2 separate regions of the Sus scrofa genome follow, and region 2 is linked to region 1. Evidence: chromatin contacts called from public Hi-C data. All regions are on one chromosome and are shown on one strand. The core of a region is the stretch at or near the end of the contact, and the rest is flanking DNA. Distances in the headings are between cores, read along the strand shown.

Evidence for each region. Hi-C and Micro-C count contacts between places; a contact is called where the count stands out from the background.
Region 2: a Hi-C map of skeletal muscle shows a contact between it and region 1, with 7 times the contacts expected there. The contact joins the promoter of LOC100517145 here to the promoter of OLFM2 in region 1. A contact is called at or near these places in 2 of 5 promoter capture datasets (fetal skeletal muscle and liver), 26 of 47 Hi-C or Micro-C datasets (adipose tissue, alveolar macrophages, brain and 16 more) and 1 of 2 datasets of contacts at active chromatin or transcription factors (skeletal muscle).

What each region holds. Positions count from the first base shown.
Region 1 is chr2:68,805,719-68,810,246 of Sscrofa11.1, reverse strand. It overlaps OLFM2 (noelin-2), which reads left to right and starts at 3,040. Exons shown (of 6, transcript XM_003123228.4): 1 at 3,040-3,263. The coding sequence starts at 3,192.
Region 2 is chr2:68,888,243-68,892,171 of Sscrofa11.1, reverse strand. It overlaps LOC100517145 (complement C3), which reads right to left and starts at 1,954. Exons shown (of 41, transcript XM_005654852.3): 1 at 1,528-1,954; 2 at 1,209-1,416; 3 at 275-449; 4 at 17-87. The coding sequence starts at 1,598. LOC102165061 (a long non-coding RNA gene) reads left to right here and starts at 1,215. Exons shown (of 4, transcript XR_298095.3): 1 at 1,215-1,302; 2 at 2,107-2,271.

The DNA.
Region 1 (4,528 bases), core at 1,791-4,290:
GACACATAGAGGGGTCATCACAGGTCAGTAAAGCCAATGCCTGCAGAAGCACCAACTAAGAAAACCCAATGGCCAGCTGATAAGAGCTGGCCCTTCTACCCTGCCTCTGCACGTTGTGGAGAGCAGACTGCCCAATACCAGACCTCAAGCCACCTGGTCCATCAGTTTTGTTGCACAAAGTCCTTGAGAAGCTGATCTCTCTGCAATGATGGTGCACAGTTCTGGCCACTACACTAACCACAGAGGAAGACAGACACCATGTTCATCACAGCATTGACCATGGTGCTGATCTTGAACATGACAACCATACACCCAGGACACTGAGTATGATCCTGACCACAGTTTGATCTGATTGTAATTTTGACCATAGAATGTCCAGGTCACTTCTCAAGCTAGGTCAGAACACTGACCATAGAATGACCAGGACAGTGATTGTGACTCTGAGCACAATACAGCCGGGAAGCTGACCACCACACTGACCACAGCTCAATCAAGAATGACCAGTGGAAACCACAGTACTGACCACAATGCTGATCCCAGTAAATCCTGGATGCTGATGGCAGTATAGATCACAGTTTAATAGGACAATGACTAGAGCATGATAAGGACACTGAAACTGCCACTGACCACAGCTGTGGTTATGTCCATAGCATCGAGTCTATTGGCCAGGGTCAAGTCTGAAAAACAAAGCTTATGCCAGATGGTTCAACAGCCAGATTTTAATATCCAGATTTAGTCACAGAGGTGTTAGTTAAGCTTTAAGAATAAATAGAAGGATGGCGTTCCCTGGTGGCACAGTGGGTTAAGGATCTGCTGTTGTCACTGCAGCAGCTCAGGTCACCGCCATGGCTGGGGCCTGGAAATTTCCACATGCTGTGGGCGTGGCCAAAAAAAAAAGTAAATAGAAGATGAATCTACTCTAGACTAGCAAGCCACCACTTTCCAAGGGCTGAAGCAGCAAAGAAAGGAGATAGTTACTGGAATAAGGGCTACATGGCAGGAGGTGATTGAACTATTTTAGGGACTCCCAATGGGGCTGAGACCACAGAGTAGACAGAACAGTCACTGCCAGGAACACCCAAACTGGATGGAGAGGGAGAAATACTCTGGCTTCTCTTTTCTTCCACCCTCCAATCTCTCTCCAGTCTCCCACTGGCTGAGTTCAGCCTGGGAAATGTAGTTTGTAGGGATCAAGGGAAGCTGGGAAATGTAGTTTTCAGGGCCCTCTCTCCTGATACAGAGGAGAAGACCTAAGGGCATATTGACCAATGCTAACCACACAATCCAGGCCACAGCTTGACCATGCCAATGACCTCCTCAGTGACCAGGGGCAAAGATGATATTGTTCATGGTCCTGACACACACTGCTCTGTAGGAAAGGGACAAACAGGGCCCTGCCCCACCCCTGTGCTGACCACAGCCCTCTCTTGGTCAAGAGTATGTGGGTTCCAACAGCCAATATCCCTCTCCTACTCCATGCCTACTGCAGGCTTGGCAAAGGACCATGTTCCCTTTTAGAAAGAGGAGATAGAGGGATGGATGAGATGCCTTCCTGGCTCAGATTCTGTTCTGTGTCCCACATTCCATGGCCAATGTCCTTCACTGGCCCCATGCTTTATTGTAGTAATGCCCTCTGGGGACTGAGAGCTGATGAGGTGCCCTATTTACTCCCGAGTCACAGAAGTCCCCAACAACTCAAGAGGAACTAGATCTCCTTAAAGGAAAGCTCTTTGCCTTGGGTCGCCTGGCCAAGAAGTGACAGAACCAGAGTGGAACTGAGGTCCTTTTGGACAAGCTCTTCCTCCTTGTTTGTTTGTTTTTGCTTTTTAGGGCCACACATGTAGCATATGGAAGTTCCCAGGCTAGGGGCTGAATCTGAGCTGCAGCTGCTGGCCTACGCCACAGCCACAGCAATGTGGGATCTGAGCCACATCTGCAACCTACACCACAGCTCACTGCATTGCTGGATCCCTGACCCACTTAGCGAGGCCAGGAATTGAACCTACATCCTCATGGACACCAGTCGTGTTCGTTACTGCTGAGCTGCAACGGGAACACCCTTTTCCTCCTTGTTTTGATGAAACCATCCATAACTTTTCATCTGCCTGCCACCCAGTAGGGTCAGAAAAAAGCCAGGCCTCCCCACTCCTGATATTTTACAGATATTTCCCTCTATAATCTGGCTTGCTTGCTCCCTCAACCAAAAAGCCACAGAGGGACTTTGGGGAAGGAAGTTGATTGGGGAGACTGATGAAAGGGGAGAGGCGGAGGAAGGCTGGAGACTGGACAAGGACGCCTTTCATATGCAAATAGCTTCGTGGGCAGGCAGCGTTAATGTTTTGATTCTCTGGGGAATCTGGTCTCCTGACTTGGGTCATTGAAATGAGAGCGAGAGCCTGTCCTAGGTGTGGTGGGGGAGGGGAGGCTTTGAGCGAGAGGGTCTCTGGGGAAGGGAGATGTGTGAAAACAAGATGCCCACCAGCTGGCCATCCCCTTGGGCCCGCGTAGCAGTCTCCCGCCACCTGTATCTGTTTCTCACTTTCTGTCTCCATCTCTCCCCCTGCACCGTGGTCCCAGCAGTGACCCACTTCTACCAACGTTCAATTCCACAGACTTGCCTCAGTTTCTCCGTAGACAGATGAGTTCTTTAAAGAAGAGGCCTCTCAGTTTCTCTTCTGCTACCAGGCCTTCCTCTTCCTTCCTTCGCCCCTGGACCCCCCCCCGCCCCTCGCCCCTCGCCCCTCGCCCCTCACCCCTCATTTATAACGTAGGAAATGTCTAGGGAGGGTGAAATTGACAACCACGTGACGGAGCCCCCTATCCTCCCCCATCCCCATGACCCTCCCCCATCCCCAAGACCTGCCCCAGTAATGGCCTCTGGGCTGTGGGTTGCGTCCCCAGCTCCCCTCCCCTGTGTCAGCTTCCCCCGCCCCTTCCCCGCCCCCAGACCCAGCCCGGTCGGCGCCCGAAGACGAGCTGGGGGCGGGGCGGGGGGGGCGGAGCCCGCAACAAAGACTGGGAGCTTGCGAGGGGGGCGGGGGTGGGGCGGAATCCCAGCCGCCGGCGAGGCGGGGGAGGTGGCGGCGGAGGGTCGCCCCAGCCGGGCGGGCGGGATCGCGCATGGTCGCGGTCCTCGTGCCGAGGCGCCGCTAGGGCGGGCGGGGGACCGGACGCCGGGCCGGGGGCACGTCATGTGGCCGCTCACGGTCCCGCCGCCGCCGCCGCTGCTGCTGCTGCTGCTGTGCTCAGGCCTCGCCGGACAGGTAGGGGCCCGGCGGGCAGGTGCGGGCGCAGAGGGCTCCAAGCGGGGAGTGGGCTTTGGGGTTCCGGCTGAAAAGGGATTGGGGACCCCCTGAGCCCCCCTGGGCTTCGAGGGAGAGGGGTCGCAGCGAGGGAGGGGCTGGGACGTCCACCCTGGCTCTGGGAATAAGAAGGGGAGCTTCACATCCAGCCTCAAGCTGGGATGGTTTGGGGGACAACCTGAACCCAGCTTCGGGGTTCTCAGCCTCTCGGTGACCCGGAGCTCACATCCGCCGTCTCGCACAAGCTGAGTGGGGTGGTAGTGGGGGGACTTCAGGGGGCCTTGGGTGTTGCTTATCCTTCACGCCCCCATCATGGCAGGAGGTACCCGGTTTTTACAGCCCCCCACTCCTCTCCCGCACCCCCGGTGTGGGAAAGGGGGCGGGACTCACGTGTGAGTGACTGACGGGGACGTGTGTGAGGTACTGGAGGGGTGCTGGGTAAAACGTGTGTGTGCCTTTGTCACACGGCTGGGTGTGACTGAGAGTTTTGTGTGTGGCTGTGCAGTTGTATATCCCACTGTGCGTGAGTTGGGGCGTGATGGGGAGAGGGTGTTTGTGCGTGAGGCAGTCTGTGTGTGACAGTGGGAGGCTGAGACCAGGGGGCTGATGTGACAGTGTGAGGCTTGTGAGCCTGCGACTGGAGTTGTGTGTCTGTGTGTGACTGGCAATGTGACAGCAAGTGAGGACTGTGCTAATCCCAGTGGGATTTGGGCATCTGTAGCTGTGTGTAAAGGACCGTGTGTGTCTGTGTCCTCATGGCTCTGTCCGTCTGCCCGGGTGTTGTACAAAACGTGTGTGACCAGGTGTGTGGCTGTGTGGGAGCTTTGGGTAACCGTGTGTCATTCTGTGCCCGAATTAAGTCACTCTAAAAGGGGGTGTTCGGGCAAGGGCTGTGTGTGCAAAAGTGTGTGTTGTTGCCTCCCACACTCCATTCATGCTTTCAGGAAAGTATGTCCCTCTATGGTCCCTCATCTCTTGATTAGGCTTGGGGGGCTGGCAAAAGGTAGGGGGGTCCCAGCTTTTTCAGCTATTGTGAAACCTCTTTCCTCTTCCATCTTGGGGGGGACACCCGCCCAAGTTCTCAGATCTTTAGGAGCTCAGAGGGAAACTGGAATCCAAAATAATAAAATAATAATTATAATTACAGCTAACACTTCTTAAGTGCTTATTATGTGCTGGGCCCAATTTCAGCACACAGAATGAACTAAGGCATTTAAGCCTTAGAG
Region 2 (3,929 bases), core at 705-3,204, 83 kb before region 1:
CCTCAGGAGAGGCCACCTTGATGTCCAGAGTGAATGTCCTGGTCACAGGATCCATCTTGTGGTCCACAGTGTACACCCGGTATTGAACTGGAGGAGGAGGAGGAAGGACTCTGAGCGTGGGAGAGTTTGGAAAGGTGAGTGTGTGTATGTGTGTGGGGCCATCAGGACCTTGGGCACTGGGGGGACCTTGGACAGAAGGACACCTTGGGACATGGAACATGTGGGCATCTTGAGAGTCAGTGACTGCTCCAGGCCAGATAACCGGGGGTTTTACCCAAGTGCTCAGGTGTGTAGATGGTCTTGTCTGTCTGGATGAAGATGTAGCCAGCATGAGGAGCCACCAGCACCAGCTTCTCCATGGATGAAGAGACGGAGGTGGGTGCCCATCTTGCCTGGATGATGACATACTGTGTCCCTGGTTGCGGGGGGTATACCAGTTTCTTGGGAATCTGGAGAAAGATACCCACACTCAGGGCCTGCTGGGGTCTCCATCCTTGCGGACAAAGCTCTGGGCGGGATCTTGGAGTATCAGTGGAATGGGAGCTCTGTGGCTCTGCCTTTGGGAACAAGGTCCCCACGTGTGTGGTCCAGGTTGCTCCTGAACAAGCACACCCACCCAGCCCAGGAGGGATGCGATTCCTTTTAGGCTCAGCTTCCCAAGACACCAGCAGAGGGCGCCTTTGAACTAATTTGCACAGAGGCGTTATATGGGCTAATCCAGACGACTTAAGGCACTTTATTTTTATTTTATCTATCATCTATCTGTCTGTCTATCTATCTATCTACCCATCTATCTGTCTTTGGCTGTGACCTCGTCATACATAAGTTCCCGGGCCAGGGATGGAACCAGAGCCATAGCAGTGACGACACTGGATCCTTAAACTGCTGTGCCACAAGAGAGCTCCATGGGACTTGGGATTTCTAAATGGACAGGACAGAGTTCCCTGGTGTCTCAGTGGATTAAGGATCTGGCGTTGTCACTGCTATGGTGCGATCCCTAGCCCTGGAATTTACACATGTGCGAGTAGTGGGAGGGAAAAAAAAAAAAAAAAAAAAAAAGCGAAACATGGGACTACTAAGTATATCCAGGCACTGCACCTCTTCTCCAGTGAGCCTCATGGGAAGTCTCTCTAGAGTCCGCCCCTCTCCACTCTTGGTGCTGACCCAGCACCTCCCCTTCCGGCTGCCCATCCTGGCCTGTCACCCACCGTCACCGGTGTCTGGTCCATAAAGTTGTTCTCTGGTGAGAGAATGAGCTGGCTCCTGGCCACGATGGTCTTCTTCATGGGGAAGTCCCACACGGTGAGATTGACCTCGAGGGGCCTGGTGAGGGGCTCTCCGGAGTCTGAGTGAGCCTGCACATGGATGTTCTCTGGACTGCTGACCCGCAGGACCCGGGGGGTCACCAGCATGTACCTGCCAGCAGACAAAGAGGCACAGGGGGACTCAAGTGGGGGAAGTGATGGATGGGGTGGCATGCAAGGGCATCAGGCAGATGGCAGATGTCCCCTGGTTCTCCAGACTCACAGTGGCTCAGCATGGACGACTTGGGCCCCCAGGAGGAGCAGAATCAACCCCAGGGGCCAGGGCACATCCATGGCGGTGGGAGGATGATGTGGGGCCACGAGCCACAGATGCTTGTCCTCTGGTCCACCCCAGCTCTGCTCTGTTTGCCTTGCCTTGGCCTGTCCCCTGAGTTAATATCTAAACGATGGTGGGGAGGACATTCCCATAAATCCAGGTGGCAGGAGGGGGCCCCTTCTCCCTCCTCAGCTGGGCCTCCAAGGCATGGGGGGTTGGGGATATTTGCATAGAGAAGGGTTTCCGCCCCACCCCCTGCCTTGGGGAGGTCAGCGTATTAGGAAGGCTGCCTTTCCCATCAGCCTAGGGGGCTTATCTTGAAGCCCTGCCCCCACGCCCTCCCCCAGCAGGGAGCCTGGCTCACGTGGCCCTGGGCATGAACTCCAGGCTTGGGTTGGGATTGGCTGGCAGGGGCAGGAGGAGACAGGCTAGTCCCCACCTCTGTCCTTGTGAAACTGGCAAGAGTTGCTAGGGTAGCTGCTCACACGGCAGCTCAGGCATTATGTTTTCATTTCCCAATCACAGGCACAATCTGCCACATGGTGTTTAGCTCCTTGGCCCCGGAACCCACTGAAATGGAAGCTTCTGGAAAATGCACAGGTCAAGTCCTCTCCCAGGGCTTCAGATCTTTCTGCACCCAGCATGAGCCGCATGGTTCTTCTCCTTCCTTTCAGGAGACGACTACACTTGGTAAATTGCGACATTGTCCATTATTCCTAAATCATGCCAATCTCTCTGGGCTCCTTCTCCAGAAGGCAAATGATACATCTTAAACCAGGGAGGAAAACACATCATGCTTGAAGCATTTCTGGAAGAAGGCTTTCTCTATCTTGAAGGAATTCTCACTGGCTGTTTAATATGCCTGTTTGTAGGGGCTTGGAAAAGGGAATAGGGAGCTTGACAAGAGCAAAGCCATTTTGCTGCCACCATCCATCTTGGTGAACTTAAGGTGACTCATACGAGGGCTCTGAGAAAAACAAAGTCATTAGGACTTGAGAAACTCCGGGCCCCGATTGTTCTAAAGAAATTCAAAAATAGCTAGGTTGTACTTGAAGTCAATCATTAAAGTAACAATATAAGACATTCTGTACAGCTATACATCTTTCTGTATCCTGCATGTAATAAAGATTAATGTAGCATGTTAGACACATAAGCAAGCACTATAAATGTGTCTTCCCCTTTCTGTTCGGGGTCCATGATTGGGAAGCAATTTCCTGTGAACACACCGGCGTAGTAAAGCTGTTCTCCATCTTCCTCGAGTGTCCTCTGAGGTGATTTCTGGGAATTCTATGACATGTTAAAGATGTTGAACCCAGTTTGTGGTGTCTGCCTCTTAGAAGCAGGTAGGGTTGCAGACAAGGTTGCCTGGTTCTTTCTTTTTCAATCACCGTCAGCTTGGAAGGGTCCCAAGATCTCCTCCACACAATGATGATAATATACATTTATGTAACCAAGTTTCACTGAGTATTTAATACAAACTTGGCCCTACTTAGCAGGCTGGAGACACAGCAATGACCATAATAGGCAAGGTCCCTGCTTGAGTCAAGTGGACGTTCTCTGAGAACTTACTAATGTCTATGACGCAATTTCTTCTTAAACCTCACAGCCTCCTGTGATTCAGGTGCAATGTGTACCCACTTTCCAGATTCTTTTTTTTTAAGGGGGGGGGGAGGAGAAGGTTAGACAAGGTGAATGAATGAATGAGTGAATTGCTTTTTAGGGGCCTGCAACTGCAGCATATGGAAATTCCCGGGCTAGGGGTCGAATCAGAGTTGCAGCTGCCGGCCACTGCCATAGCCACAGCAACGCTGGATCCTCAACCCGCTGAGCGAGGCCAGGGATTGAACCCACATCCTCATGGATACTTGTTGGTTTCTTAACCCACTGAGCCACAGTGGAAACTCCCTCTAGATTCTATCCTTGTAGAGAGCTGGGAAACCAAATGTGTCAGACAAAAGGGGGGAAAGTCATTTATTCCCCAGGCATTTATTATGTACCTACTATGTGACAGGCACTGTTCTATGGCTCCGTGAACACTCACAGACTAAAACTAAAATTACCACCCATTTTACCGATGAGAAACTGAGGCCCTGAGTGGGTGAGCATCTTACCCAGTGTCAGGCAGGTGAACCCTGAGGATGAGTAATGCTCTTAAGTCTGTGGTAAACAATCTCTTATGAAGCAAAGAATCAAAGAATTGAACTAAGGCCAGGATCAGGGAAGCAGGTGAGACCTCATTTAGAAGCTTCTAGAACATTGGTATTCCACCGCTGTCTCAGGCTTTCAGGGAATTTCCACTGGTTCTGTTCAGCTTTCCTGTGGCTGGGGCTGAGTTCTCCCCTTCACAT